Linked DNA regions of Mus musculus: regions 1, 3 and 4 are each linked to region 2. A link is a contact called in public promoter capture Hi-C data. All regions are on one chromosome and are shown on one strand. Each heading gives the region's core, a stretch centred on a gene start, on an enhancer-like site or on the middle of the called end of the contact. The rest is flanking DNA. Distances are from core to core; before and after follow the strand shown.

Region 1 (4,928 bases), core at 2,338-4,837, 290 kb after region 2:
TAACTATTTTTTCCCATTTACCAGCACTTCTCAAAATGGACGATACAACAGCTTTCTCCAATACTAGCCGATCACCTTTTACTTTATTATTTAATCTTTTTTTATAGTCCAGTCATTATCCTCCTCCCAGTCTGCCTTCCAACAGTTCCTCACCCCAGTACTCCTCCCCATGCTTTTTACTTTTAAGTATAATTGTGAATTGAGGCTTAAAATACTTGGTGTGTGTCAACCCAATATACTCAGTTTCTATTTTGATAACTAATTTGTCCTGTCTTTGGAGAGCGACAACTATCTTTTTGTTTGCTTGCTTGATTTGAGACAGGACCTCACTATGTAGCCTTGGCTAGTCTGGAACTCCTTATGTAGGCTAGGTTGGCCTGAAATTCATAGAGATGCATCGACCTCTGCCTCCTAAGTGCTGAGAATAAAGGCATGTGCCACCACGCCCAGCTTGATACAGTATTTTAAAGCTTCCTTGTTTAGCTTGGATAATTCCTGGCTCCAAATGGGAATAGGTTATTTCTCCAAAGAATTCTGATTTCTTGTAGTGGGACATCATATTTCTGTTCCACAACTTGGACATTAGAAGTGTTCACTACCAATGATCACTGCTTTGAGGTATTTTCATAATAAATTAGGAATAGTTAAAGACAAAATGTCATGAACACACAGTTATCTTTGTATTTAAATTTTTTTTTTTTTAAATGTGTATGGGTGTTTTGCCTGCATGTACGTCTCTGCGCATCTTCATGCAATGCCTGAGGAGACCAGAAGGAGGCTCCAGGTCCCCTGGAGCAGTTTAGATTTGAATTACGGGAGTTTTTACTTATCAACATGAATCAGTATTTCTATCCCACATCAAATATCATGGCTCTCTAAAGTCCAAGAATTGGCCACCTGTAATTATAGCACCCAGGAAGTTGAGACAGGAGGATCGCAAGTTTCAGGCCAGCCTAGGCTATATGGTGAAACTCTGTTTCAAACAAAACCAAACCAAAACCCCACCATTATTACTTAAAAATAAGGTTTTATTTTTGAATGTGTGTCTGTGTGTGGGTTGAGTAGTTCCCAAGGGGACCAGAAGAGAGCATTGACTCTCCTGGAGCCCCTGACGTGGATTCGGGGAACCAAACTCAGGTCCCTTGTAAAACCAGCAGGTGCTCTCAACTGTGGCTCCATCTCTCCAGCCTTCCTTAATTTCTTTTTAAGCCCACAGCAAACTCAAAATAGTTCCAGAATAATACCAACGCCACTGTCAATGATAGTGAGGACTGTAAAATACTTTGGTACTAGTTGGGCACAGTGGCCCCTGCCTATAACCCAGCACCTTCAGGGTAATTATCTAAATCATCTGGCCAACATAAAAGGTTCTAAGCCAGCTGGGACCACACATATAACAACACTCTGTTTCAAAACAACTGATTCCTTAAAAATATTTTTATTTTTTAAATTTTATGTGCATATGTGTATGCCTGAGTGTATGTGTGTATGTGCACCACATGTATGTGTATGTGGCCTGAATGTATGTATGTCTGTGCACTAACTGTGTGCAGAAGCCATTAGAGGTCAACTGAGGGTATTGGAGCTCCTAAACTGGAATTACAGTTAGTAATGAGCTATCATGTGGGTGATAGAAGTGGAACCTGAATTCCCTGTAGGAGCAGCAAGTGCTTCAACCACTAAACCATCCTTCCAGCCTCAAGAAACTGTTTTTTTTTTGCACGTATTTTGGGTTTCAGAGTATATGCCACTTTGCATTTTATAGACAACCTAGTATGTCTTAAAGTCACTTGATTAATTTAGTTGGGGGATGTCTTAGTCAGGGTGTGTATTCCTACACAAAACATCATGACCAAGAAGCAAATTGGGGAGGAAAGGGTTTATTCAGCTTACACTTCCACATTGCTGTTCATCACCAAAGGAAGTCAGGACTGGAACTCAAGCAGGTCAGGAAGCAGGAGCTGATGCAGAGGCCATGGAGGGATGTTACTTACTGGCTTGCTTCCCCTGGCTTGCCCAGCTTGCTCTCTTATAGAACTAAGACTACCAGCCCAGAGATGGTCCCACCCACAATGGGCAGGGCTCGCCCCACTTGATCACTAATTGAGAAAATGCTTACAGCTGGATCTCATGGAGGCACTTCCTCAAGGGAGGCTCCTTTCTCTGTGATAACTCCAGCCTGTGTCAAGTTGACACACCCAACCATCCAGTGCAGGGAAATTTTATGGAATAAAAGTTCTTGGGATGTGGGCTGGTGAAATGGCTCAGCAGGTAGGTAGAGGAACTAGCTACCAAACCTCACATTTGGCCCCTAACGCCCACATGGTGGGAGGAAAGAATTGACTCCTATAACGTTTCTGACATCCACATAGGTACACACAGACACACAGAGACAGACATGTTCTAAATAACTTAATGTAAAAGATTATTGTGATATGGTCTTGTATAGTTGAGAAAAAGCTAAATTCATTATAAAAAATACATGTGCTCCCACACTTCTCTTGTAAAGTGTGTGTGTGTGTGTGTGTGTGTGTGTGTATGCGTGCCTGAGAAGGGACCATGTACCATGTGGACCTGTAGAACTTCATGTAGAGCTGACAGGGCCAGAAGCTTTTGTGACACACTTTGTAATCAGTCCTGTGCTGCTTTCCCTTGGCAAGTACTGTGGGACAGTGTCCCAGAAATGCCACCAGGTGAAAAGACGGACATAGCTAAAACCCTGATTATAATTGAATCTTCAAACAGTTTGTCTATAAAAGTATATTCCCAAATGTCTTCCTTCTGAATTCACCTATCTAACGCCACTCCTCTGTGGATCAGTAGTGTTCAAAACTGACTCCGATTCTTCTCTCTGCCTCTGTTACTACCCCGGCCCCGGCCCCTGCAACCTGGAAGCTTCTGTTTTTTGTGTTTGTATTGATGAGGAGGAGGGAGGAGGGATTGTTGCACAAACTAGTGTAATGGAAAAGGTGGAGAGAGAGTAGACAGCTGCAGAGATCTGATCTGGGCAGACGGAATAAACCCTTCTCGAAACAATTCTGCTCTCGGATTTCTCGGGACAGCTGGACCTTTCAGCTTCTGAAATAGTTGGCAGAGATGGGGGAGGGTCTCTGAACTATGCTTGCCGTCCATCTTCAAAGCCGGCCACCTCAGTGTATTATGTGTAGAAGAAATTCAATGGAATCCTCAGTAAAGAGAGGATGAGAGCAGTGAGTGACTGGCATCACACAAAATCACCACCAGCAGTCTTAAAGGCATTACTGGGAATACTGAGTTCATTACTGGGAATGCTGGAGGGCCTGAGTGGCAGCTTATAAGCTACAGTTGGATATATGACTTGGCCATCATCTTTCTTTATACTCTCCCTCCCTTGGTATCCAATATTTCCATATTCCATCCTTATTTTGCTCATCGTTCCTGCTGCCTTAGCTCCCACACCCCACTGCCACCAACGTTCCTGGAATTTTGGACCTAGCTATTTTTAAAACTGTCAACTCAGTAGGCACCTCCCTCCTCCTCTCAGCTGTCCAGTACTTGGGCCAACCATATACTCTCCCTCCCCCCTCCCCCCACACCAAACCTCCTCTGGCTCTCTGACCTGAGTGAGACTGCAGCCATTCCGGGGCAATCATGGAGAAAGAGATGGGGGACCCCCTGGCTGGAGCAGACCAACAGAATAGGCAACTATGGCTCGAGAACCCAGTATCAGAGTAATGCTTGACCTCGGGAAACAGTAAGTCCAGATGAAATGTCGATCACTTTGATAAGCTTTTGGGTCAAGGCCAGAACTTCATAAAGTTACAGACATCTGTTCTGAAAACTAAGATCTCCCCTTAGCAACTACCCCAGTCTTCACTTTTCCTCTTGCCTAGATGTTTTCTAATCCATGGCCATTTGATGTTTAATGCTGCCTCTCTCTGGCTTTCCTATTTTCCTCTCCATCTTATTACACCAAGACCTTGGGAGAGGGGGAGGGGGCAGTGCTAAGGACTGGGCCCAGGGCCTTGAGCATGGTAAACACTCAGCTACCATCGAGTTACACTCCCATCCCTACCTCAAGACCTCTCTGACCTCCTGCTCATATGCTTATCCCAAAGTAGGGTTTTGACAGGAGAAAAGGAGACAGACCCTCCCCCATATCTGTTCTCCTCAAAAGACCAGGAGTGTCTGGATTGGGCTTTTCAGCTGGGTCTGGAAAAACACATGAACTGTTAGACAGAAACATATATTAATTTGAATGCTTGATTTGTACCCCATCCTGTGAGAGGGATCGTACTGTCAGCCCTCTGGAGAGGCTGAGAGACCGGCTCTCCTTTCACTGGGAAGGTGATATCGTAGACAGGGCGTCTGCCTACCATGTTACCCTTTGTGCCCTTCTAACACAGTGAAGAAAATGAAACGGCAGGTGGTTTCTGGTGGGAAGGATCCATAAGAAGTATGTTCTTAAAGCGTGATCAGATCCTGGTGCTACTGGGGACCCACTGACATGGTCAGAACCTCACTTTCTCTAGGGGTCCTCCATTTTTGGCACATCTGCTATTTGGTAGTCAGGATGGGGCAGTACACTGGACTCTGCACACTGAGGTCACTCAACCTTCCCTCCACCACCACCCCGCCCCCGTAGGCATATTGCACAAGGGACCTGAAGGTGGCCGCAGGGGCAGGGCACAGAGGCTCACCAGCCACGCTCACCCTCTGGAAGCCTCCTTCTTCCCAAGATCCAGTCTGTCTCATTTTTGTTTTGGTCTCTTCAGATGCTCTCTCTACCCACCATCTTGACTGGTCTCCAACCCTTCTCTTTCCCCACACTCAGCCAAATTTCTTCTTCCAGTCACAGAAGTACCCAGAGAAATTCACTAGGTAGGAGGCTCATCATCTGGGAAGAACCGGTGCCTGGGGGGACCTGGCTGGATAGGTATGGGCCAGTC
Region 2 (5,345 bases), core at 1,728-4,227:
ATCCCCTTAGCTATCTGCTGAGAGCTTCTCCACAAATTTGTCTGGCTAAGCCAAATGAATATGTTAAAATTCCCAACTCCCAGAATAGTGTTCTCTAGATAGAAGGAATCTCAGTCTCTGGGTCAGGAGGGACTTGGTATATCTTCTTGGCTCTAGAAGCAATTGCTTTCCACTGAATCACTTTGCCTTGCTCAAATCTACTCTTATTCTAGCTCAGTGGTTCTCACCCATCGTAATGTTACAGCCCTTTAATACACTTCATGTTGTGACCCCCCCCCCCGCAAAAAAAAAAAAACCCCACAAAATTATTTTCATTGATACTTCCTGGCTGTAAATTAGCTACTGTTATGAATCATGTAAATCTCTGTGTTCCTAATAGTCTTGGGCAACCCAGAAGCCATTTGGCCCCCAAAGGAACGGTTGTGACCCACGGGTTGGGAAGTACTCAGGCCTAAAGTTCCTTTCTCTTCCATTCTCCAACTGGCCAAGTTACCACATCTGCTTAACTGAAACTCTTAAGAGCCCCTTTCAGCCTCACTCTACCTGTGTCCATGTCTACCCTTGTCCTACAAGGTGAGGTTACCATCAGCTGTAAAAAACAAACAAACAAACAAAAAAAACCCAAAAAACCCACAATCCATTAATAATGCCAGTTCTGTGGCTGACTTTTCCTGGAAACACCTGAGATTATGATAATGTTCTTTTACAAGTTTATGTATGTATGTACGTATGTATGTATGTATGTATGTATGTATGTGCTCCCTAAGGTGGCTACTGCATTAAGCAGCGGTGTCCTGGAGAGGCCTGGTTCCAGGCTGGTTAAGAGGAGTTTTGGTCCACTAATCTGTATTTCCGCACACTGATTTGTACTGTCAGCTGGTTTTCTTCCCCAGTGAAAGAAGACTTAGGGCAACTTAGAGGAGAACCTGACTTAACTCACTCATGGTCAAGGTGCACAACTCTTGAGTAGCAGCCCCGGGAGGGAGACTGTGAGGCAGGCAAGTCACTGACATCAAAGGCTTACCTGTGATAGGAAATCAGAGATTAACCTAGAAGACTTCCTCTGTCTAATATCAGCCAGGTCCTGCCCTGCCTAGTATAAACTGCCCCCTCCTTTTCCTTTTCCCATTCTCTCCCATGTCCTTTGAGTCTTTGAGTTTGGCCAATGAGTACTCACAAGTCCTAAGAGAGAATAAGGCGACCTTAAAAGTGAGAACAGCAAAGGGAGGCCATAGCTCTCCTTCCTACGCTAGGGATCCCTGACTGCCTTACATACCATGACATACACAGCCTGTCAGCATCCAGAGCTCTTGTATTTAAATTGGTTGATATCTTGCTTTTAAATCTGCCTTAGTTTCAACTCATGGAGTAAATTTGCATGCTGAGGGGGTCTGCTTAGCCACTAAGAGCTTTGATGGACCAAAATCACTTAGTTCTAAGAACTTTTGGGCCCAACCTTTGAGGCAAAGCTCAGTAAGATGCTGGGGACAAATGGGCTGTCTCCACACAGCTTTAACTATTGCTAGTTTGCTCTCTGGAAGTTTCCGGCAGAAACCGAAAGGAAGGTCCATGACAGTGATCTCCATAAGGTATTTACTGTGCTCTTGAGTCTCAGGTCCGACACCCACCCCTGCAAAGACTGTCCTCACGCTAAGGAATTGTAAAGGGATTCCCCTTTGATATCCAGTGTATTTCGGTCCAGAAAGGTGCCTGCCAAAGTGGGAAGGGGGGAATGGAGTTGTCATTTTGAAGTAAATTAATAGGAGTAAGAGGAAAAACTACCCAATTGCCATTGAACCATATCATAGCAATAAATGCTGAATCCCAAGTAGCTAGCAGGTCTTCTAATCAAGTGTTAGAGAACAAAGCTTTATCACTGGATATTACTCATAGTCCACTTACCACCGACGTTGAGCCCCGTAAGCCTCAGACATTGCATTAAATGAGCAACAATAATCTTCAGTCGTCCAGAAGTCTGGTGATGTAATTATGAGCTGTAAGCTAGATCTCAGCCTTCAGCTACTTACAAAGCCTTCTCTGCTCCAGCTGGGTAGGAACATTACATAGTATCCACCAAGCCCCAACCCTCCGTAAGATTATCCCCTCCCCTTAGACTGAGGTGGTGAACCTACTTCGGGTTAACAAGCTAGGAGTCTGAATAAGACCGCAATTAACGTTAAACAACTTACACTAAGGGCATTCAAACCTTCCTTGAAAGCAACCATTATGTAGACATAACAGGTATAAGTCAGATACCAACCTAGAGCTATGGAGCGGGATAATGTGCGGACAAAGCTCTAAGCGAAGTAAACAGCTCTTTCCGGGAAGCTGTGGTGGCTCTGAAAAGAGCCTTTGTGGGGAATGGATGGGAGACAGGGCGCTTAAGCGCGCTCCCCACGGATGCGGCGGGCCAACTGGATGTCCTTGGGCATGATGGTGACGCGTTTGGCGTGGATGGCGCACAGGTTGGTGTCCTCGAACAGCCCCACCAGGTAGGCCTCGCTCGCCTCCTGCAGCGCCATGACGGCCGAGCTCTGGAAGCGCAGGTCCGTCTTGAAGTCCTGCGCGATCTCGCGCACCAGGCGCTGGAACGGCAGCTTGCGGATCAGCAGCTCGGTCGACTTCTGGTAGCGCCGGATCTCCCGCAGCGCCACGGTGCCGGGCCGGTAGCGGTGCGGCTTCTTCACGCCGCCCGTGGCCGGGGCGCTCTTGCGGGCGGCCTTGGTGGCCAGCTGCTTGCGCGGGGCCTTGCCGCCGGTGGACTTGCGGGCAGTCTGCTTCGTACGGGCCATGGCGAAGACGGAAGACACCCAAACGAGGAGCACTCGGGGACCTGATACCGGCCCGAGCCGGCCGCCTTTATAGGCGCAGTCTTCCCCGCGGCGGGGCGGAGACAGCGACTTGAAACTCCCGCGCTGCCGCGCCATTGGCCGTGGCGTCACCGGCCCCGACCTCGCCCATTGGCTCGGGCCCGCCACGCCACCTGACCCGCCCCCACCCGCCCCCCACGTCCAGCCCCGCGCCCGGTCCACTTGCCAACGTTCTGCGAGGGTGGAGCCACGTCTGGCAGCTGCCCGTAGAGGGCGGGTCCCGGCTCTGCCCAAGAGGAGCTCGCGCGCCCCCGCCCGCCGCCCAAAGTCCCAGGGCAGAACTAATCTAGTGTTTGTGCAGCACCGCCCAGCCACAGCCACAGTCCCAGCCCCAGTCCCCCATGATCCCTAGAGCCGGCCGCGTCCAGTCCTCGCGGGACACCTCCTCCTCCTAGACATTCCCCAAGGACCGGACGAGAGCGCGGCTGACTGCGACTTATGTCTAGATTGGCCTAGACGTCCTAGTTGAGTCTTAGTCCTGGGAAGGGTCAGGCGGGTGGACGCTGAGTGAGGGACAGTGTTGTGTAGGACAAGGGTGTGGGCAGATAGGGGCTAAATGCTTGGGACGGTCAGCGAGAACCGCGTATCCGCTCCGCCGAGGCAGGGCATGAACCAAAGAGCGACAACAGACTAACTACCAGGGGGAACCACGGGCAGGATGGGCAAGGAAGCAGAGGACACGACACTCTTACTTTTGGGGCAGGGCCAGGAAAGGCCACCAAGACCGGCTACCGTGACACAACTCTTTATCTGATTCAGTGGGTGGCTCTGAAAAGAGCCTTTTTAGGAGCTCGCGGGGGTTATATCACAGAGACGCGGGCCGACGCGAGCAGTGGCCTCACTTGCCCTTCGCCTTATGGTGGCTCTCCGTCTTCTTGGGCAGCAGCACGGCCTGGATGTTGGGCAGGACGCCGCCCTGCGCGATCGTCACTTTGCCCAGCAGCTTGTTGAGCTCCTCGTCGTTGCGGATGGCCAGCTGCAGGTGGCGCGGGATGATGCGCGTCTTCTTGTTGTCGCGGGCCGCGTTGCCCGCCAGCTCCAGGATCTCGGCCGTTAGGTACTCCAGCACCGCCGCCATGTATACCGGCGCGCCGGCACCCACACGCTCCGCGTAGTTGCCCTTGCGCAGCAGCCGGTGCACACGCCCCACCGGGAACTGTAGCCCGGCCCGGGAAGACCGCGACTTGGCCTTGGCGCGGGCCTTGCCTCCTTGCTTGCCACGACCGGACATCACGAAAGCGCAAACAGACGAACGGCCACAACCAGGAAACGGTACTCCGGCGCCGACGCCTCACCCTTTTATAGACGCAGACCCGATTGTCCGCCCGACGCTCTCATTGGCTCACACGCGTCCTGACGCCGTGGCCAATAGGAGCGCGCGGACAGAAGCCTCTCATTTACATAAGACCGGCTCCCTCGCCCCGGCGCCGCCCTGGAACGCGCGAATCACGACGCGCGTGCTCGGTGGCTTCATTTGCGTGCGGCCGTCGTTGCGACACTCCGCGGGTCGCCGGGCGGCTGGGCTTGCTCGCTGTTTCTCCTGCTCTGGAAGCTGGCAAAGTGTGCCCTGCATCCAAGAGGGCCTGAGTTAATCACTTACTTAAGTGTAGGTTTTCCTTCGAGGAATACTGGAAATTTAGTTTTTTATACCTAAGGAGTAGCGGATAATTCTCATAGCCTCTTTATTTTTCTACTTGAAACAGTGTAAAACCTACTTGTTTCATTTTAAGCGTTTATCGCTGGGAGCCTTACTTTAAAATCGTTAAATTTAAAGGTTATTTTCTTAATCCATACACATCTGAGAGTGCTTGAAAAGACCAAGTACAGTTCGCCTGGGGTTTACTAAAATTATTTTTTTGCCACTCAGATTTGTACATAAGGAATCGAAATAACTTAAAAAGTAAACCTTACGCTGCTGCTTTTGTCTATCATTTGTCCTGATGGCTCTCAGAAGCTCCTTTTAGGAGCCTTCCAGGCTGTCTGGGGCTAGAGTGACTCGGAGTACCATATCCGGACTGCCATTATTTTAGCATCGCATCAGTTATGCTCGGTAAAATACAGCCAGCATTTTTCAATCTCTGAAATTTGTAATAAGGTTCGTTATCGATGCATTAGAATCACTGATTAGGCATATTGAGTGTAAGCTTAGCTCTAGTAACAGGTATATTGTTACATAGTAACATAGTTACAATCTTTATATTTTACATTGTTACATATTGTGGAGATGGAATTCTAGTCTTGTGGAGGAATCGGCAAGAGTGTAGCACTAGGATTTTGGGTTGAAGCTAGGTAGGCAGTGGATTTTTTTGGATTTTGGTGGGTTTTTTTGTTTGTTTGTTTGTTTTTTTTTTGGTTTTTTCGAGACAGGGTTTCTCTGTATAGCCCTGGCTATCCTGGAACTCAGTCTGTAGACCAGGCTGGCCTCGAACTAAGAAATCTGCTTGCTTCTGCCTCCCAAGTACTGGGATTAAAGGT
Region 3 (5,054 bases), core at 2,055-4,554, 370 kb before region 2:
GCTGCTTGACCTAGGTTCGATTCCCAGCCAAAACAACATGCCCACATTTTGCCAAGGTCCTGGACTGAGGAGGCCCTGAAAGGAGCCCTGTCTGGCACTTCTGGGCTTGTCCCGAGATTATGCTAGGGAGCAAAGGAGGTGATAGGCATGAGATGGCTCAGAGGTTAAAAGCACTGACTGCTCTTCCAGAGGTCCTGAGTTCAAATCCCAGCAACCACATGGTGGTTCACACCATCTGAAAGGGCATCTGATGTCCTCTTCTGGTATGCAAGTATAAATGCAGGAGAGTGCTCATATACTAAATAAGCAAGTAAGTAAATAAATAAATCTAGTAATAATTAGATAAGAATGTGACCTGGCTTCAAAGAATAGTTTGAGCCTCTCGTTCAGAGGGGATGAGAAATATTTTATTTCTTATGCTTTGCTTTATAGTCTTGAAAGTAGCTAAGAGGTATACATCTCATTATGTATGGAAAAGTGGGCAAGGAAGTAGGTGCTGTTGAAAATGAGCGTTAAGTGAACCAGAGGAGGACTTAGTTGGCGGAGCACCACCGTCACATAAGAGAACTTTCTCCACTACCTGCAGCAAAACAATCTTCATGCTAAAATAAAGCTTATTATGTCTTTCGGCCTGATGGCCAAGGAAATAAGAGAAAAAGTGACAAGCTAAAAAGAGGAGCCCAGCGGCACACATGCCAGCACTCAGGAAGCACAGTGGGCAAAGCTCTATAAGCTCCAGGCCAACCCGGCTGCACAGCAGCTCCAGACCAGCCAGAGCTGCACAGTGAGACCCCTCTCAACAAACAAACAAACACACCACAGCCAAACCAAACAAAGCAAGAGCTGGAAAGACCTCACTGGCTACAAGGGCACCTCTCTCTCTTCCAGCACCCAGGTCAGTGGCTCACAACTTCCAGAACTCCAGCTCCAAGCAGGCCAATGCTTCTAGCCTCTGGCAACCTGCACTCAAGTGCACATGCCCACATACACACACATCATTAGAGATGAAATAAAAAGGCATGCCAGGCTACGGAAGCCTAAAAGAACTAGAGTGGTACAGTATCATCTGGACGGACTAGTCTCCACCCACAATGTAGTGTCCAGACAGTTCTCCACGGAGCCTCTCCTCTCCAGCCGTGTCACTGTGTTTAAGTGGAGGTGTAGGTTTGTTTCTGTCACATGTGTGACCTGCAGAGGGCAGGCAGGAGAGTGTACTGGATCCCTAACATCAGTTGTTGGTACTGGGAACCAAACTTGGGTCCTCTGCAAGAACTGCAAGCATTCCTGATCACTGAGCCATCTCTCCAGCCCCTAGCTCTATGTGTCTGCTTATGCTATAACTCTTTGGAACCTGAAATGCCTTCTCATCCATGACTTATTTCTTCAAGAGCACAATTAGAATCCATCTTTGCTAGCCAGGCACGTAAACAATATCAAACACACGATCAACCTCAGCATCTGGGAGACGGAGGCAGGAGGATCAGGAATCAAGGTAATCCTTGGCTACACTGCCCATTCTAGGCCAGCCTGAGCTACATGAGATGAACAAAAATCACAGAGGAATTAATCCTCTCTAGTAGCCTTATTCCACAGATACTGGCTCAGCTGAAATGCACCATGCCTCTGCTTCTTGTTTCTCATTCCCCTCCCAGACTTTTTTTTTTTTTTTTTTTTTTTTTTGACATGAGGAGGGGTCATCTGAGACTGAGTCTAGTCACCATCATCTAAATTATTCTCAAATTCTTCCTGTCTCTACCTCCCAGGTGCTGGGATTACAGTGTGCCCAGCAGTTTTTCGGGGTCTTTGGATAGAACTCAGATTTATCATCAAGGGATGATAGCTGCTTGTTGGATAAGCTCCATCGAGCTGAATTTGGAGAACTTCATTTTTAGGATAATAAACTGAAGGGATAAGAAGTGTCCAGAGGGGCTGGAGAGATGACTCAGTAGTTAAGAGCACTGGCTGCTCTTCCAGAGGCCTTGAGTTCAATTCCCAGCTACCACATGGTGACTCACAACCATCTGTACTGAGATCTGGTGCCCTCTTCTGATATGCAGGCATACATGCAGGTAGAACACTGTATGCACAATAAATAAATTTAAAAGAAGAAGAGGAGGAAGAAGAAAGAGGAGGAGGAGGAGGAAAAAAGGAGGAGGTGGAGGTGGTGGTATTCAGAGCCTACACAGAGCTGGCACCAGTGGTAGGCTTTATGAGGTGGTAGGCTGGGTGCAGGATCACCTCACATTTCCCACGGCTGGTCCAGGCAAGACTCGACTCATTTTACCTGTTCAGGGTCCGGTAGGCACCTTCCACGTTCCCCTCCTGAACCATCACTGTCCTGGCAATGAACTTCAGATGTTTAGCCATGGCCTCGTATTTAAATCTTCATTCTTCCGGGACTACAGACTGGACATCGAGCATGGAAACCAGAGACTCAATGTAAGAGAACAAAGCCCAACAGAGTCACAACTTACCATAGGTAGTTTTTATTTAATTTAGCAACAGAACCAGCTTGAGATCCACAGAACTGGGCTGGAGGAATTCTCCATATCTTAGTAAGTACAAGTAAGTCTGGAGAGATGGCTCAGTAGTTAAGAGGATCCAAGTTCGATTCCCAGTACCCACAGGGTGGCTCACAACACATACAGTCCCAGGGAATCCAACACCCTCTTCTGACCTCTGTGATGCACAGACATACATGCAAGTAAAACACTCACACACATAAAATATAAATAACTTTTTTTTTTAATGAAAAAGTACAAGCAAATTGTTAGCAACATTTCTTTCACTACGCAGTGATATGGCTTAGCAGGTAAAGGCGCTTGCCACCAAGCCTGATGACCCGAGTTAGAGCCCTGGATCCTTACGGTGGAAAGAGAGGACAGACTCCTGCAAGCTGTCCTGACTTTCGCCCCTCCCAACCCCCCGGTCACACCAAGAAATAATTAAAAGATAATTGCCGGGCAGTGGTGGCCCACGCCTTTTATCCCAGCACTTGAGAGGCAGAGGCAGGCGGAACTCTTGAGTTCGAGGCCAGCCTCGTCTACAGAGCCAGTTTCAGGGCAGCCAGGGCTACATAAAAACACTCTCGAAAAAGCAAAGCAAAGCAAACCAAAAAATAGGTTTCCGCTGAGAGTTAGAAAGAACTCTTCGTCCGCCTCTAGGCACCACGCGAAATCTTGCCCTCCCGCCATACTCGCTTTGCAGCTCAGTGAACCCCCCCACACCCCTCGAGCTCCCTACCTGGGGCCTCTGAATTCGGACTCCGGGTCTCTGCGGACCGGAAGCGGAAGCTACGGAGTCCCGCGACGGGAGGAAGCTACGCTGCAGGGCTCAGCCGACTGCAGCTCCGCTTACCGTCTGACCTTGCGAAGGTTCGGTGCTGAGCGCAGGCGCTGGACTTTCCGCCTGACAGTCAAAGGAACAGCGTCCTCACCTTCCTATGGAGGAGTCGCGGTCGTCGGGTCTGCGAGAAGGTCAGCCCGATCCGTAGCTCTAATCCTGTTAAACTTTTACTAGATTTGAGCGATTTCGTTTTCTGGATGGGAAATGGGAAGCGTCCTGAGAATATTTTCTATTTAAAAAGGACAGATCTGCTCACCGGGTGAAAAAAATGGCTCCACACCCCCTAATCTGCCTAAAAGTTAAGAAAAGAAATTACATACTGTGAGTTTCCCATTGCATCAGCTACCTAAGCCATTTCATTAAATAAAGTAGAATCAAAAAGAAACAAATGGGAAACGCCTGCAGAATTTTAAATCAAAATATTGTTGTTTTAATGCCAACTTTGCCATTTGTTGCCTTGTAAGATCTAGTAGAATTTTTTTTTCTTCCATACGTCTGGACAACCCTATGTGTATGTTATCCCCACATCTCCATATATGGTTATTTACATGGGTTTAGAAGTATCCATATACAGAAAAACCTACCCACAACACACACAGATGCACCCTCATCTGTTACTTCTTTAAGGGATTTGCTTTTATTTTGTGTGTGTGTACGTGTGCCTGCGTGTATGTATGTGCACCGTGTGCGTGCGTGCGTGCAGGAGCTCAAGAAGGATTGGAGAGGTGTTGGGGCCCTGGAACTGGAGTTAATAGGAGGCTCTGAGCTGCCATGTGGGTACTGGGAACAGAACCTGGGTTCTCTGCAAGAGCAATTAATTTTCTTAACCACCGGGCCATCTGGCCAGGTCATTATCAGTTAATAGGTATTCACACAAAATTTAAGCCTGCCTCGTAGTAAGCCAAATCCAAAGTCCCAAACTGAAGCTAGACACCTTTGTGCTTGTCAGCAAACCTAATTGAATGACTGTCCTCTGCTAAGCACTGCTGATACTATTCCAGTGTCTCTTGTACAACTGACAGTATGTAGACACAATTTTAGGCCCAGTCGCATATAATAAGTGCAAAATTAATTCTATGGACAGTACGTAATCCGTTAGAAAGGAGTTCTAGCTTCAGATTCTAAGCATCAGCAGACGTATGACTTTGAACAAGTTACTCAGACTAGGGGTCTGCACTTTTTGTCTAAATAAAAATATTGGAATACTACCATGTTTATTTGTTGATATTATACGGCTCTCTTGGGCTATAGTGGTAGACTTGGGTAGAAGAAATGGAGATCTGTGACCTACAAATACTTATAATCTAGATCTTGCTAAACATGAACTTTCAATCTGGCTTCTTATTTGTAAAATGATGCTAACATCTACTCTGTTGGTCTCACAAAATTGGTCATAAGAATCGAATGGGCTCACAGTCAGCTATTGGATGGATCACAGAGCCCCCAATGGAGGAGCTAGAGAAAGTACCCAAGGAGCTAAAGGGATCTGCAACCCTATAGGTGGAACAACAATATGAACTAACCAGTACCCCCAGAACTCGTGTCTCTACCTGCATATGTAGCAGAAGATGGCCTAGTCGGCCATCATTGGGAAGAGAGGCCCCTTGATATTGCAAACTTTATAAGCCCCAGTACAGGGGAACAGCAGGGCCAAGAAGTGGGAGTGGGTGGGTAGGGGAGTGGAGAGGGGAGGGTATGGGGAACTTTTG
Region 4 (5,410 bases), core at 2,130-4,629, 270 kb before region 2:
ATGAGTTCTTCCAGTCTGACCTTTTTAAAATGCACATTTCTAGCCTGGTGGTGTTCATGCATGCATTTAATCCCAACACTAGGGAAGCAGAGAATATGTGGATCTCTGTGAGGTTGAGGCCAGCCTGGCCTATAGAAAGAATTCTGTGACAGGCAAGGCTAAACAGAGAAACTGTGTCTTGAAAAAAAAAAAAAAACTTGCCTCCACCCCATCCCCGTGTGTGTGCATGTGTGTGTTCGTGTTTGTGTGGGTGTGCACATCTATGGAAACCACAGGACAACTTTTGGGAGCTGGCCTTCTCCTTCCAGTATGACAGTCTGGAGCTTGGGCTTAGATGTTAGGCATGGTGAGTGACACCTTTTCCAGCTGACCCAGCTTGCTGGCCCCAGTCAGGTGGGCTTCTCTCCACTTTGCTCTTCAGTTCCTTCCTTCCTTCCTTCCTTCCTTCCTTCCTTCCTTCCTTCCTTCCTCCTCCTCCTCCTCCTCCTCCTCCTTTTTCAGTTCTGTACTCATTGAGCTGAACAGCCATTGAGCCCCAGGGACCTGCCTGTCTGCACCTCCCTAGTGCTGGGATTACAGCAGGCTTCTATACTGGGTGTTTTCTTTTCATTTCACTTTTATGTGTAAGGGTGTTTTGTTGCATGTATGTATGTATGCATGCATGCATGCATGTATGTGTGTGTGTGTATGTATGTATGTATGTATGTATGTATGTATATGCACCCACATACATGTTTGGTGCCCACAGAGGTTAGAAGACAGCATTGAATGCCCTGGAACTGGAGTTCCAAATGGTTGTGAATCACCATGTATGTGTTGGAAATCAAATCTGGATCCTCTGCAAGAGCAACAAGTATTCTTAGCCAGGGAGCCATCTCTCCAGCTGCCCATACTGGGTTTTTTATGGAGGTGCTGGGGATTCAAACTTTGATCCACATGTTTGCACTACAAACACTTTGCTAATTAAGCCATCTTTTTTTTTTTTTAAAAGATTTATTTATTTATTTATTATATGTAAGTACACTGTAGCTGTCCTCAGACACTCCAGAAGAGGGCGTCAGATCTCGTTACGGATGGTTGTGAGCCACCATGTGGTTGCTGGGATTTGAACTTCGGACCTTTGGAAGAGCAGTCGGGTGCTCTTACCCACTGAGCCATCTCACCAGCCCTAATTAAGCCATCTTGCCAGCCCCATGTAAAAAAATTTAATAGCCACATGTAAGAAATGTTTTAGAAGAGCCGGTAGTTTGGCTCAGTAGGTAAATGTACTCCTGTCCAGGTAATTCTGTAATCTGAATTTGACCTTCAAGACCCTCGTGGTGGAAGGTGAGACTGACTCCTGCACACCTCTAACCCAGCACTCCTTCACTTGCAGGAATCAGACCTGAGGAGGAAACTCTTGAATATGAAATAGTTTTTGAAGAAAGACAGGTACTGAAGCAGCAGATATGAGGAAATGGATGGTATAAAGTTGGGGAATATTAAACAAATTACGACACCATTATGGCCATGTAGGCATTTTAAGTAATTGTGAGCATTTAAAACAAATGCCCATTGTTTTAAGAGAAAAAAAATCAAAGTAAATAACTATATTCCACGATCACAAATATATTTTAAGTGATTTTGAAAGAATTGGAAGGAGATACACAGGAAGGGTTGTCTTAGTCTGAGGGTATAGCACGGTGGGTAGAGTGCTTACCTCAGATCTGTGAGGCTTCAGGTTTCCTCCTCAGCTCCGAGAGCAATAGTTGTCTTTAGGATTGTGGATCAAGTTTTGCTGTTGTTGTGTTGCTTTGCTTTGCTTGGTTTTTGGAGACAGGGTTTCTCTGTGTAGCCCTGGCTGTCCTGGAACTCACTCTGCAGACCAGACTGGCCTTGAACTCACAGAGTTCACCTGCCTCTGCCTCCCGAGTGCTGGAGTAAGGGCAGGCACCACCACACGCAAGGATGCTGTTTTTCTTTTTAAAGATTAATCTTTATTTAGGTGTCTGTGCCTGTATGTGTCTGTGCATGTAAGAGCTCTCTCCCTAGGAGGCCAGAAGAAGGTGTTGGGTCCCCAGGTCACTGTGAGGCTCTCTGTGGGTGCTGGGAACTCAACCTGAGTCCTCCGAAAAGGTAGTATATGCTCTTAACCACTGAACCATCCTTCTAGCCTCAATACAGTTTTTAATGTGTCTTAGTAAATTGCTTGATAGAAGATTGTACATTCTTATTTAAACTCTTACCACAGTGCATAGCCAAGTCCATTTCCTGGTTGTCACACTTAGTTAGAAAGCTAAATTGAATGCAAAAGATATTGTTTTATGATAAAGTATGTGGTTATTATAATTATTATTAAGGATGAGCACGTTCTCATTTTATGATAATCTATTTGATTATTTTTATATCACATTTTAGGACTAAGCTTAATTTTTTTTTTCACTAAATCATTAGAATTCATCAAACTATTACTTTTTTCTTCTTTCTTAAAGGAACAGTGCTAGCCAGAACTGGTATTGTGTGCCTGTGACTCCCGAGGGTCGTGGGTTCCGACCATCCTCAGTTACAAAGTAAGGTAGAGCCAGCTTGGGTTACATGAACGTGACTGTCATACCGCACCGCCCCCATCTCCCCAAACAAACAAACAAACAAACAAACAAAAAACCAACGTTGGCATGCTTTTAAAATAACATCCCCTAAGGTGCTTATTTTCAACAGTCAAGTCTAATTTTTGAAACTTGTTGTTTGTGGAAAACATTGAGTTTCAGTTCTTCTTAGGCGTGCTGACGTCTTCCGGGTGTGCTCGCCCGGGCCAAGCTGTTCTTACCAAGCCGTTAAAGGAAGCATGGAGATACATTCTCTGTAAAAACTATGTGGGGTACGCTCAAGAAGTGTAGTAAAACAAGAAAAAAAAAGACCCTCAAAAAACAAACAAACAACAACAACAACAAAACAAATTTTGGGGAAACTGCATGTAGAGATATTTGTCAGTCTGGATCATTTTGGGTAGTAATGTCAACAGACTTGGTTAAAGGTGAAAAGATTTAAAGAAATTAAGTTGTTGAGGTGAAATTCACCCTCTAAAAGATTCCTATTTTTAAATTTTGGAAAGGGCGGGTAGACCACAGGCGCTTCTTATTTGGTTTTGAAGTTTTTGGTGCTTCTAGGCTCTGGGGAGCATCCTACTGATTTCCAGTGCTGAGACCTGGCTTAGCTTTTCCTTTCTCCCTCTTAATTAGTCCTGGTTTCTCTGAGGGGCGAGGCTTTCTCCAACAGCCGCAAGCGGGAACCTGGGGCACTTTAGACTTTTTCTTTCCTTGCGGTTTTACAGGGCCCCTCATTTGCCGCCGCCTCCGTCTGTCACCGCGAGCATCCAAGCGCAGAAAGGAAATGCGAAGCGAGACAGCTGTACGGGAGGCTTCGCCTTCTAAAGAAGTTGACAGACAAATGGCACAGGGGTCCCTGCTCTTGCCAGCTGAGGGCTTAGCTTCCAGAAAGCGCCCCTCTAGGGGAACAAGCGAGGCAGTGTGGGGCTGCTGAAAGGCCTCATTGAGGCCACAGCCCGAGGCTCTTGTAGCTCATTGTCTGGTATGCGGCGCCCTTCCGAAACCGCTCTCCACAGTTCTGCACCCCCCCAACACCCCCTAATCTCAGAAATCATCCCCCGCCCTCCGTTACACTTGGTGCTTCAAACGAAATTCTCAAAAGGTATTTGCTTTTGTTTGTTTCTGTTTTCTTGCGCCTTTGGGGGTCAAGCGATGGTTCCCACGCTCACTGGACTTAACTGCATGGAAGCTGGGGTCCCCGACGCTGCGCTTGTGAGAACCGATGTCTGGGCCGAGGCAGCAGTGGAGGGGAAGGCAACGCTTTAAAACCAATTCTGCTGGTTCCTTGGTTTTCTTGAAGATTCGTCTGGAGAGATTTAAATCTACACCAAAGACCAGCTTTCCCAAGATTTAAAGTTATTAACTTGGCATCAGTGCAGTGCTGAGCCATCCAGAGGCTCCGAGACTGTCTTCCTAGGGAATACACAGTGATCTGATAAAGGCTGGGGAAGCACAGTTACCTCTCGGGCATTAGTAGAGATTTTAGGATGTGTCAGACTTGAGAAACAATGTGGCCTGAGGCCCTGTGCTTTGAATTCAGAGCCTGGGAACACACTGACGAGTACTGAGCCTTACGCTAAAGCACAGGTTCTCAACCTGTGGGTCGCAGGGAAGACAGAGTAGTCAAACCTCCGAAAACCAAACTTTCCTATCTTCTCTGTCCTCTAGACTCTTTATCTTCTGATCTCCAGGTCTTCTCTCTCTCAGAACCCAGTCGCTGAAAAATGGCCTTCGGGGTTGAGACACTACTCAGCCGCAAAATTACAGTTAAGGGGTAGCAAGGAAAATAAGGTTATGGTTGGGGGTCACAGCAGCACGAGGAGCTGTGTTAAAGGGTCGCAGCAGTAGGAAGGCTGAGAACCACTGCTCTAAAGGGAGCTCCAAGTCCGGGAAGAGCACTTACTCCAGGTTACATAGAGCATTAGACTCTAAAAGGAGAGCCAGTCATTGGTGGTATTTGACTGGTTGAAGTTGCCTTGTGGCTGATAGAGGAAAATTCAAGCAAATACGTATGTGTTATGACCTGGACCAGCAAGCCTTCCTTCAGTGACACAGTTCTGAGAGAGAGGATCAGGAGATCAGAGGACAGAGGAGATAGAAAGCTTGGGACTGGGAGGTCTCGCACAAGTTGTCTTACACCAAACACGTTCCTGGTTTTAGATAGGGAGCTTCCTTCCCTCTCCATAAATCAGGGCATCGGGGAGCCTCATTTGTCAGTCCAGCTCTCAACAGTGTTAAATGAATAGTCAGTAGCCACTGCTCATGGGGAGAGCTCATTTGCCGGCAAGTACGGCAGAGTTTCAAGAGAGGATGGTTTGGACATTACAAGATAACTTGATCTCTGGTCTTTATTATTTGTGGATATATATATATATATTAGCATCCTTCAGTCCAGGTATGAAGAAGGCTTTAAATGAGATGCATCAGATCAGAGCGTGTGTCTGGGGTGTATCACTGTCAAGCATCCTAGGCTGTGAATGAGGGACATTGTCATACGGGTTCATTGCTGTGAAGAAACATTATGAGCATGGCAACATTTTTGTTTGTTTTCCAAGACAGGGTTTGTCTGTGTAGCCCTGGCTGTCCTGGAACTCCCTTTGCAAACCATGCTGTCCTTAAACTCAGAGATTCACCTGCCTTTGCCTCCTGGGATTAAAGGTGTGCGCCACCACTGCCTGGCTACCATGGCAACTGTTACAAAGGAAAACATTTAATTTGGGTTGGCTTATAGTTCAGAGGTTTAGTCCATTATTATCTTGGCATTGCAGCTCGCAGGTAGATGTGGTGCTGTAGTGGTAGTTGAGAGTTTTACATCTGGATCCGTA

Evidence for each region. Promoter capture Hi-C pulls out the DNA fragments that hold promoters and counts their contacts.
Region 1: a contact with region 2 is called in a promoter capture Hi-C map of liver. The contact joins the promoter of Hjv here to the promoter of H3c15 in region 2. A contact is called at or near these places in 2 of 39 promoter capture datasets (cranial neural crest and liver) and 1 of 9 other capture datasets (liver).
Region 3: a contact with region 2 is called in a promoter capture Hi-C map of pre-B cells, with 8 times the contacts expected there. The contact joins the promoter of Mrps21 here to the promoter of H3c15 in region 2. A contact is called at or near these places in 16 of 39 promoter capture datasets (the 3T3-L1 cell line, 3T3-L1-derived adipocytes, the SN4741 cell line and 11 more), 1 of 15 datasets of contacts at CTCF or cohesin (large pre-B cells), 8 of 115 datasets of contacts at active chromatin or transcription factors (the SCID.adh cell line, bone marrow-derived macrophages, effector CD8 T cells and 4 more) and 5 of 9 other capture datasets (adipose tissue, embryonic stem cells, liver and 2 more).
Region 4: a promoter capture Hi-C map of hippocampal neurons shows a contact between it and region 2, with 3 times the contacts expected there. The contact joins the enhancer-like site here to the promoter of H3c15 in region 2. A contact is called at or near these places in 15 of 39 promoter capture datasets (the 3T3-L1 cell line, the C10 cell line, the HPC-7 cell line and 9 more), 1 of 15 datasets of contacts at CTCF or cohesin (large pre-B cells), 8 of 484 Hi-C or Micro-C datasets (the G1E-ER4 cell line, cranial neural crest, embryonic fibroblasts and 2 more), 29 of 115 datasets of contacts at active chromatin or transcription factors (the 230-238 cell line, the HPC-7 cell line, the NIH/3T3 cell line and 20 more) and 4 of 9 other capture datasets (adipose tissue, embryonic stem cells, liver and 1 more).

The regions. Positions count from the first base shown.
Region 1 is chr3:96,521,598-96,526,525 of GRCm38.p6, forward strand. It overlaps Hjv (hemojuvelin BMP co-receptor), which reads left to right and starts at 3,588. Exons shown (of 4, transcript NM_027126.4): 1 at 3,588-3,733; 2 at 4,832-4,928. The coding sequence starts at 4,918.
Region 2 is chr3:96,236,150-96,241,494 of GRCm38.p6, forward strand. H3c15 (H3 clustered histone 15) reads right to left here and starts at 2,978. Exons shown (of 1, transcript NM_054045.4): 1 at 2,330-2,978. The coding sequence starts at 2,792. The coding sequence ends at 2,382. H2ac19 (H2A clustered histone 19) reads right to left here and starts at 4,225. Exons shown (of 1, transcript NM_178212.3): 1 at 3,630-4,225. The coding sequence starts at 4,101. The coding sequence ends at 3,709.
Region 3 is chr3:95,868,210-95,873,263 of GRCm38.p6, forward strand. It overlaps Mrps21 (mitochondrial ribosomal protein S21), which reads right to left and starts at 3,305. Exons shown (of 3, transcript NM_001355759.1): 1 at 3,244-3,305; 2 at 2,285-2,406. The coding sequence starts at 2,367. C920021L13Rik (RIKEN cDNA C920021L13 gene) reads left to right here and starts at 3,313. Exons shown (of 4, transcript NR_040446.1): 1 at 3,313-3,476.
Region 4 is chr3:95,969,667-95,975,076 of GRCm38.p6, forward strand. No RefSeq gene overlaps it. Among named protein-coding and RNA genes, the nearest start is that of Gm9054, 13 kb to the right of the region's middle. Within about 2 kb of position 3,380, at least 150 of the 459 cell types and tissues checked have an H3K27ac peak or open chromatin away from gene starts, as enhancers often do. A contact at or near this core is called in the 230-238 cell line, the HPC-7 cell line, the SCID.adh cell line and 14 more, where this site is marked.